Linked DNA regions of Mus musculus: regions 2 and 3 are each linked to region 1. The links are chromatin contacts, called in public promoter capture Hi-C maps. All regions are on one chromosome and are shown on one strand. The core of a region is the stretch at or near the end of the contact, and the rest is flanking DNA. Distances in the headings are between cores, read along the strand shown. Region 1 holds the start of Brms1l (breast cancer metastasis-suppressor 1-like). Region 2 holds the start of Slc25a21 (solute carrier family 25 (mitochondrial oxodicarboxylate carrier), member 21). Region 3 has its middle 25 kb from the start of Snx6.

Evidence for each region. Promoter capture Hi-C pulls out the DNA fragments that hold promoters and counts their contacts.
Region 2: a contact with region 1 is called in a promoter capture Hi-C map of hippocampal neurons, with 7 times the contacts expected there. The contact joins the promoter of Slc25a21 here to the promoter of Brms1l in region 1. A contact is called at or near these places in 3 of 39 promoter capture datasets (frontonasal cranial neural crest, hippocampal neurons and liver), 1 of 484 Hi-C or Micro-C datasets (the G1E-ER4 cell line), 4 of 115 datasets of contacts at active chromatin or transcription factors (astrocytes, embryonic stem cells, forebrain and 1 more) and 2 of 9 other capture datasets (adipose tissue and embryonic stem cells).
Region 3: a contact with region 1 is called in a promoter capture Hi-C map of pre-B cells, with 2.8 times the contacts expected there. The contact joins the enhancer-like site here to the promoter of Brms1l in region 1. A contact is called at or near these places in 4 of 39 promoter capture datasets (the C10 cell line, liver, pre-B cells and 1 more), 1 of 15 datasets of contacts at CTCF or cohesin (embryonic stem cells), 1 of 484 Hi-C or Micro-C datasets (embryonic stem cells), 1 of 115 datasets of contacts at active chromatin or transcription factors (pancreatic cancer cells) and 1 of 9 other capture datasets (adipose tissue).

The regions. Positions count from the first base shown.
Region 1 is chr12:55,834,956-55,837,946 of GRCm38.p6, reverse strand. Brms1l (breast cancer metastasis-suppressor 1-like) reads right to left here and starts at 1,581. Exons shown (of 10, transcript NM_001037756.3): 1 at 1,302-1,581. The coding sequence starts at 1,443.
Region 2 is chr12:57,195,874-57,198,864 of GRCm38.p6, reverse strand. Slc25a21 (solute carrier family 25 (mitochondrial oxodicarboxylate carrier), member 21) reads left to right here and starts at 1,393. Exons shown (of 10, transcript NM_172577.3): 1 at 1,393-1,992. The coding sequence starts at 1,926.
Region 3 is chr12:54,819,272-54,822,262 of GRCm38.p6, reverse strand. No RefSeq gene overlaps it. Among named protein-coding and RNA genes, the nearest start is that of Snx6, 25 kb to the right of the region's middle. Within about 2 kb of position 1,377, at least 73 of the 459 cell types and tissues checked have an H3K27ac peak or open chromatin away from gene starts, as enhancers often do. A contact at or near this core is called in adipose tissue and pre-B cells, where this site is marked.

The DNA of each region.
Region 1 (2,991 bases), core at 332-2,831:
TGTTATACAATGTATTTGAACATACTCACTTCCGCTCCCCAACTCCTCCAGATCCACCCCTAAGTCCCTGCCCTGATGCGTGGGTGCCTACCAGGGTCTTGCTAACAAATGTCCATAGCTCCTCTGCTTAGTGGTGGAACTTCATGCCCACCTCTACCCCTCCATACTGGGATTTTAGTCTGGATTGAGTCTGCCCAGGTCTTGTGCACACTGTCACAACTACCATGAATTCATGAGTTCAACTGTCCTGCTGAGTAAGCAAAACACTGTTCTTCAACGGAGATAACTATAAATTTATCCTCATGTTTATTTATGAGTATAATGAGTATGAGTATATAAATGAGTATATGAGTATAAATATTTATGAGTAAAAACTTCATAAATATTTACTTTTGGATGGCTGACTTATCGGCATTACATGCTTCCAAGTATACTTTTTTGACAGACAAACCTGAAAAAAAAAAAGGTGTGAGGTGATACCACAGTCATTAACCTGTTATCAATGCTTCCCATTACACAGCCAAAACCAGGGTTAGACAAAGCCATTCTCAGTCTGTCATATGGTTAGAGGAAGATCCGGGAAATCAGTTCCATTCATTTTATTAAAGTATTAAAAGACTTATAAGGGGTTAGAAACAGCCCAAAGTTACAAAATAACCAAAGCTTGAAGATTCTGGGAATGTCAACACTGCCCACATCTTCCAGATTAAAAACTGACAAAGATTCCAAATGATCCCTCAGGCTGGTCCCTTCTTCGTCTTGAAAACTTTTGGGACCTATTATGAACCTGAGAGTTCCCAAGTCAGTCCTCTGATGACAGTACTGGTGAGAGGCTGACCTGAAAGCTAAGGTTGATGAGTGGCAAGCCCGCCAAGGACCAAGGCAAATTTATCCTCAGCCCCCACAAAAACGCTGACAAAGGTTGCTGAGACTACTAGTAAAGAGGTCGGTGGTGTCAGCTAAGGGACATTTGCAGTCTTCCAGACCAGCCAGCCGGACATTCCACTCCGGAGCCGGTAGCCCCAGGGTACTGCCAGGTGACCCTAGGGCGGGTCCCACAGTGCACAGAATCGCCTCGGGTCCTCAAAGCCTGCGGGCGCCCAGCCCACCGGGAGCCAGAGCCAGAACTGGAGCCCGCGGCGACCCGCAGCTCCGGGTGCCAGACGCCGAGCCAGTCCCCGCCCCTTCCCCATCTCCCCGCCCCGCGCTCGCAGCAGGACGCACCGCCCGGCGTGAGCACCGCGGCCTGTCGCGCGCGCGGCGCAAGGGACCCGGCATCCCCGCCCAGCTGGGTAGCGCACCTGAACTGTCCCCATCCTCCGAGACCGACGAGCTCTCGGTGTCCTCGTCTTCGGAACTGCTCCCCTCGTTCTCCGCGTAGTCCACCTCCATCTCATCGTGATGATTCGTCTCCTTCTTATCCCCTCGAGAATGGACCGGCATTTTCCAACCTCGCCGTCGCTTCCCACTTCCTGCTCCCAGCCCGGCCACTGCCGCTTCGGTGAAGGGCGCGCCGAACGCCCCGACCCACCCGGCCACCGAGCTGGATCCGAAACCCTCGACTCCTCCCCACCCCCGGCCTCAGCCTCACAACCTAACCCGCAGGCTTGCGCTGCGAGCTCTGCCATTGGTCAAGGCTGTCCCGGAGCTAGAGGCGTGGCTTGTCTTGCAAGCGAACGATTGGTTACCGGTGATTACGGCGCGGCCTTCCGCTGTCTGTCGGGAATTGTAGTCCTTAGGCCTCAGAGCTTCAGGGGCTATGGGTTTCTAAGATTCAGCTGCCTTAATCGCTTCTCACTTCGGACTTCAAGTCCCACAAGGCAGGAAAGCTGACATACTGGGACGCAGTTTATAAACTAAACAGAAACAGATTGTGCGGATTTGGTCTGTACTTATCCTTTTCCCGCCAAGTGGTTATCTGATCTGCCTAGCTACTCAAACTGTGAGAAGAATGTGAAAAGATCCTTTGCCTGAAAGGGTCTTTGCATACTCTGTGAGCCTGGAGGGTTACAGAATCGTCTCTTCTACACTAGTAGTACCTTTAGTACAGCTAGTAAACTATTAAATTGAATTGTATGTGTAAGAAATAATTTTCACAAAGAAAATTTCATTGTTCTTGGAATTTTTACAACCAAAACTACAGAGGGGAAGGAAATTTTATCTTAGTATTTCAATCTTGCGTTCTTACTTTTTTTTTTTTTTTTTAATGGAAGAAGCTACCCAAATTAAATTGATTTAATTTCAGGTTCCAGTGAAAAATAAATATTTGACTTAAAAAGATGTCATTTTTTTTTTTTCAAAAACAGGATTACACAGACAAGGACGATGCCATAACTACCATAATAATCGTAACTTATAACCGATCACTTTCACTCTTTATCAGGTTATCTTGGTAAATTCACTGCATGGATTTGCTGAGTTCAATTTTTAGTTTAATAGCCCTAAGGTAGGAGTCGGTATTATGTCCATTTTATCAACAAAATATATGGTTAAAGTATTAAAGGGACACCAGGAAGTAGAATGAAACTTAGCTGTCCTGGAACTTGCTCAGTAGGCTGACCTTGAGTTTAGTGATCTGCACGGCTCTGTCTCCTGGGATTAAAGGTATGTTCCATCACACATAGACTTAAATTTAGCTGAGTGGGATCTGTTATCTCCTAAAACAAAAGATTTTGCTCTGTTCTACTTCCCGGTGTCCCTTTAAATATTTTTCCTTTCTCAGCTTGCTCATTTTCTTACAGGTTCAGAGGTTCTGTCCATTACCATCAAGGCGGGAGCATGCCAGCATCCGGAGGAGCTGAGGGTCCTACATCATCTTATTCAGACTGGCTCCCAGGGAGCTAGGATGAGGGTCTTAAAGCCCATGCCCACAACGACACACTTGCTCTAACACCTACTGCAGCAAGGCCACACCTCCTAATAGTGCCACTTCCTGGGCCAAGCATATACAAACATCACCATCACCACCATCTTCCACACTTCAGACGCTCT
Region 2 (2,991 bases), core at 144-2,643, 1.4 Mb before region 1:
GACCAGGCTGGCCTCGAACTCAGAAATCCGCCTGCCTCTGCTTCCCAAGTGCTGGGATTAAAGGCGTGTGTCACCATGCCCAGTGGAAAATTTAAAAAAACAAACCATTTTTGTGTATCTGATCACATAAGCAACACATTTACCCAATTCCTCATGGTATGTAACTTTCCTAGTCAGGTGGTACAGGCACATAACTGTGTGTACATGTGGTGTGTGTGTCTGTACATATGGTATGTGTGTGTGTGTCTACATGTGGAGTGTGTATCCATGTGGTATATGCATACATGTGGTGTGTGTATGTGTGTGTCTATGTGGGGTGTGTGTGTCCATGTGGGAGATGTGTGTGTGTTCATGTGTGTGTCCATGTGGGGTGTGTGTCTGTACATGTGGTATGTATGCATGTGTATATGTGGTGTGTGTGTGTGCATGTGTGTATACATGTGGTGGTATGTGTGTGTGTGTGTGTATGTATGTCAGCAGATACATGCAACAGGAGTGTTTGGTAGCTAGAGGTTACTGTTGGGGATCTTCAGTTGTTCTCCATTTTACCTTTGGAGACAAGACCTATAACTGAACTGAACTGTTTGGCTAGACCTCACCAACCAGACAGCTCCAGGGATGTGCCTATCTTTGCATTCTCAGCGCTAGGATTACAGACCCAGACTAATACTGTCTTACATGTGCAGGGAAACTGGATTTTGGTCCTTAGGCTTGCATGGCAAGCACTTTACTGACTGAGCCATCTCCCCAGCTCACTACCACCGACATTTAATAGCTCAAAGAATGAAAATAAGATATAAGTATTCATTTCGTATATTTGATTTGACATTGTATTATTTTAAATTGCACATACCCATGTTTTTGACAGAGAACAACGGCAGTTTATATGGCCCAGAATATATGCATTAAACACTACGTTTTAGAAATAACAGCAGCGGGGTTTCCACAGTACTTTCTCTTATCATCTCCGGCCTGTCAGGGGTGTGGTGAGCGTTCTAAATATCTGACTCCTGTGTTTCTCTTATACTGCAGTTTGCACCTTGTGGTTCACTAACAGGCACTAACTGGTACTTTTGTTTTGTCAGTGATTCTAAAGAGCTAGTGTGAGTTAATTCCACATTTTGTAGAAAGAAATAAGCAGGTTATTGGTGCTCCTCTTTCATGTCTACCTACTGTTCCTAACAGAGAACTGCTTAAAACAGGTTTCTAGGCCCTAAGCCCAAAGAACTCGGCTTTCTGACAAGTCTGTCATATTGTGCGCAGCGTGGTGACCCTGTGAACTGGGCACAGGACACTTGAATAACAAGTCCTTTATGGTTTTCAGTAAGTAAAACTCAGTTTATTATGCATGAAATAAAAGTCCAAAACCACTTCCCCCGCACAGTTACTGCACTTTGTAAGTCAGATCTGCTCTGATCTAGTTGCTGTGGCCTTCAATTTCTGGTTGACTAACTTGGAGGAATTTCCTCACTATCCCTTCTTTTGAATAGTACCGTATTTTAGCCTGCCTGGAGGGCAAGGGTCACCCGCGGCTACATCACAGTCGCAGCTAGCTAAGGCAGCCCTTAGATAAGCAGCCAGCTAAACAAACTCCGCAGTAGGTCTCGATAGGCAAATTCATAAGCCCCTATCTTGAAGCTCGAGCCTGACCCACCGAGCTAGGTCAAGTCTACCCAGCCCCCAGTTGTCAGTGTTCCCCCTCCGGTGCCCCGGTGGAAAGGGCAGCCTTAGGCAGCGCTGGGCAAGTTCGGACCCCCTCCGCCAACCTCGCGGCGACTCGGTGCCCGAACCGCCGCCTTTAGCTGGATCGCAGCCACACCGGGAAGAGTTCAGCCCCAGGACCGACGGGGCCCGGTCTCCATCGGCGGCGGCCTTCAGAGGAGCTCGCTCGGGCAACTTGGTCACCCGGTCCCCTGGTCGCGAAGATGTCGGCCTCCAACGTCAGCTTACTGCACGAGACCTCCAGGCAGGTCGCGGCCGGAGGGTCTGCAGGTAAGGCTGTCCGCTCGCTCCCCGCGCGCCCGCCGCTCCTCCGCCGCACCACCCGACAACTGTCCCCCAGGCTCGCCTTCCAACCGAAGTTTTGTGTGCGAGTGCGTCCTCCTAAATCTTCTACTCTGACTCCTCTGCGAAGAGCCGAGCAGCCGGCGGCGGCTCTTTTGGGTGCAGTCCCCACTAGCTGCTCTGCTCTAGGGTCCCCGGGGGTTCTCTGTTCCTAGAATGGAGCATGAAAGGATTCGCCAGTCCCTGAAACTTACTGTGACTTTGAGAAAGCTTCCCCCTCCCGTCCTTTTCTTCGCTTTGACAGCTATTTTACACAAAAAAGGATTCAGTTCCAGTTCGGTCTTACTTAAGTTTCTTAGCAAGTTTCTTCCAAGGCCCAAGCTAAAGAGGATCTTAGCATAGCTCTCTTCGCAGGGATTCTTTTTACTGCGCTTCTTGGGGATCTATGCACGCCATAAATATATTAAAATTAAACGCTCGTGCTAACAAATGTAAACACCTTTGATGTAATGGACTCACATTAATCTGTGGAGAGCTATGATGTGGGAGAGACTTTACAAAAAGATCTGTTAAAGCCAGCTTGGTAATAATTACTGTGCAACTTGGAAGAAGTTGCTCGCCATTAAATTATGCGTATGCCTAATTTTTAATATTTTTAATATTAGGCTGTAACAGTTCATAAGTTTTGTTATTTTAATAAATTATTATAACAATGAAATAGTATTAAAGTTGACTAAAAGATACTCAATATATACTTAGTAACATTTACTTTCAAGAAAATATGAACTTTTAAATAATGGAGTGCTTCAAACTCTGAGTAGTTTTATGTCATGAACTAGCTGCATCTCTGGGGTATCAAAAGCATCCAGATATGTCACATAATTTGCGTACTTTAACAAGATACAGTTATGAAAATGAAATATATATATATATATATATATATATATATATATATATATATATATATGCTTGACCATAGGGAAAGCA
Region 3 (2,991 bases), core at 128-2,627, 1.0 Mb after region 1:
ACAAGAGCCAGAAAGATGGCTCAGCAGGCTTGCTCACATGCACTAACACTGATAACCAGAGTTCAATCCCTGGGACTCACATGGTAGAAGTAGAGAACTGAGTCCTTCAAGATGTCCCCTGATTCCACATGTATCCTGTGACATACACATGCCCACAGACATAAGTAAATAATTACATATATATATATATACACACACACATATACATATATACATACATACATGCATACATACACACATCAAGCAAGCAACAGAATAAAATATTTTGAATTGAATTGAAGAAGGAAGAAGAAGAAGGAGGAAGGAGAGGAAGAAGAAGAAGAAGAAGAAGAAGAAGGAGGAGGAGGAGGAGGAGGAGGAGGAGGAGGAGGAGGAGGAGGAGGAGGAGGAGAAGAAAAGACAGGCTGGGCAGTGCTAGGTATGCCACATCTTTAATCCCAGCACTCTGGAGGCAGTCTTGTGATGTCAGATCTCATTATGAGATGGTTGCTCTTTCCAGCCCCGCTCACTCTGGCCCAAAGATTTATTATATGTAAGTAAACTGTAGCTGTTTTCAGATACTCCAGAAGAGGGACGAATGGATGTGAGCCACCATGTGATTGCTGGGATTTGAACTCAGAACCTTTGGAAGAGCAGTCAGTGCTCTTAACCTCTGAGCCATCTCTCCAGCCCCCGGAACACATACTCTTAACTCCTGAGCCATCTCTTCTGGCTGGTTTTTCCTTTCTTTGTTTATTTTTCAAGACAGGGTTTGTTTTTAAGAGGGTAACATCCTGGCTGTCCTAACCTCTGTAGACCAGGTTGGCCTCAAACTCACAGAGATCCACCTACCTCTGTCCCCCCCCACCCCCACCCCCCCAGTGCTGGGGTAAGAAGCTTGAGGCACCACACTCAGCTTAGGCATTTTCTTTGTTAATGTTAATGGGGGAGGGCCTAGCCCATTGTGGGCAGTGCCATCCCTGGGCTGGTGGTCCTGGGTTCTATAAGAAAGCAGGCTGAGCAAGCCACCAGCACAAGCTGGTGAGCAGCACCCCTCCACAAAGGCCTCTGCCTCAACTCCAGTCTCCAGGTTCCTGCCCTGTTTGAGTTTCTGTCCCGACTTCCTTCAGTGATGGACTATAATGTGAACGTGTAAGCCAAATAAATCCTTTCCTCCCCAACTTGCCTTGGGTATGGTGTTTCATCACATTAATAGTAACCCTAAGTAGGACACCATCTTGCCAGCTCCCAAAACTGAGAAAGGTTTTGGACTGCTGTCTGAACTTCAAAGGATTTGGGAAGATCTATGAACCCAATAGGTGGTCTAAAGATCTGTAGATATCTTCTCTGAGACCCTTGAGGTCAGCACATCTGTAAGGGTAACTAATGTGTTCAGTCCTGCATCTGTAATTGCAATGTCTGACTTCTGCTTTCTGCCAGTTGAGTAACAGGAAGTAAATTTGCTACAGAGTTGTCTTTTTTTTTTTTTTTTTTTTAAAGGAGAACAAAGTTTTGAATGAACGGTTTAGAAGTCTGAGGGAGATCTTTGAAAAGTACTAAAAGGTGGGGCCTGGGGTCACAGAGGTCTCTCAGCAACACCCAGCTGCCTTCAGGCTGAGCGAAGAACCACTAAAAAGAATTAGGTAGAGGTCAATAGATTTGTTTTATTTCTGAAGATCTGTTTTCGCCCCCTCTGAAAAGAAGCACTGTTTAATGACTCTGCAATATTTGTAAATCGAGTTGCTGAAGAACAAAACCCTACACAAACTAGCTTCAGTAAAATGGGAATTTAAAAGAATTTGAGCTGCACAGAATTTAGAGAGCTATGTGTTTCCCTTTCCCCCTGCTGTGCTGGATCCCTCGAAGCTTAGAACTGGGGCATAGCTCAATCTGCTTGCCCTGGGTTGATCTCTGGCTCTGGGTAGTGGTACCTGCCTGTAATCCCAGCACTGTAGAGGTTGAAAGTGGAGAATCCAAAAGTCAAGGTCGTAGTCACCTACGCCTTGAGTCTCAGGCCAGCCAGGACTGATAGGACTCTGTTTTAAAACAAAACAAGCCTGGTGCGGTGGCGCACACATTTAATCCCAGCACTTGGGATGTAGAGACAGGTGCATCTCTGTAACTTCAAGACCAGGCTGAACTATATAACAAGTTCCAAGCCAGCCAGGACTACACAGTGAGACCTTGTCTTAAAATAAAACAACCTAGACAAACCAACAAACAAAACAAAGCCCCAAAAGACAAAACTCCCAAACAAACCACTAATAAGGCTGTGAAATGTCAGAGTGCAAAAGAAACTTCACTAAAATCAAGGTCTACCATGGGAGTTTTGGCAGAGCTGCGTTCCTTCTGGTGACAGTATGTTTGCTGGTCTTGTCCTGCTTCAGGAACCTGGCTGCACCACTTAGCTCTGGTTCGCTTCTGCCTTCCAGCCAGAGACTGGAGTTTTTCTCACAGTGCTATCCCAGTTTCCTACTCGGCCTCACTCCCCACTTGTAAGGGCCTCTGGACTATAAGTATGCCATGTCTACATATGCTTATCTGGGTAGGCCGGAAGGATCTTCTTATCTCCAGGTCTTTAATTCCCTCTGCAAACTTAATTGTCCTTTGTCATGAAAGGCAGTACAGTCGCAGTTGTTAGAGGTTAGGACCTGGGCTAGAAGCTATGCTCAGAATCTTGCCTATTGTACCACATAAGTGTTGATCATAGAAGTGTGCCACCACCACTGTGGGGTAACAGGATGGCTCAGCAGGCAAAAGGTGACTGTCACCAAACCTGAAGACCTGAGTCTGATCCCTGGAACCTACATGGTAGAAGAAAACCAACTCCCAGAAGTTGTCCTCTGACCTCCACATCCGTGTGCCCCCAAATAAGTAACTAACAAGCAAGCATGAGGCACTCAGGCACCTGGCCAAGCCACAGGAAAGGTTCAGTCTCTGAGGGAGTCTCCCAGCAGGATGCCTGTAGATTGGCAGAAAGAGAAAAAGACAAAGCTTCCTGGAAACTTTTGC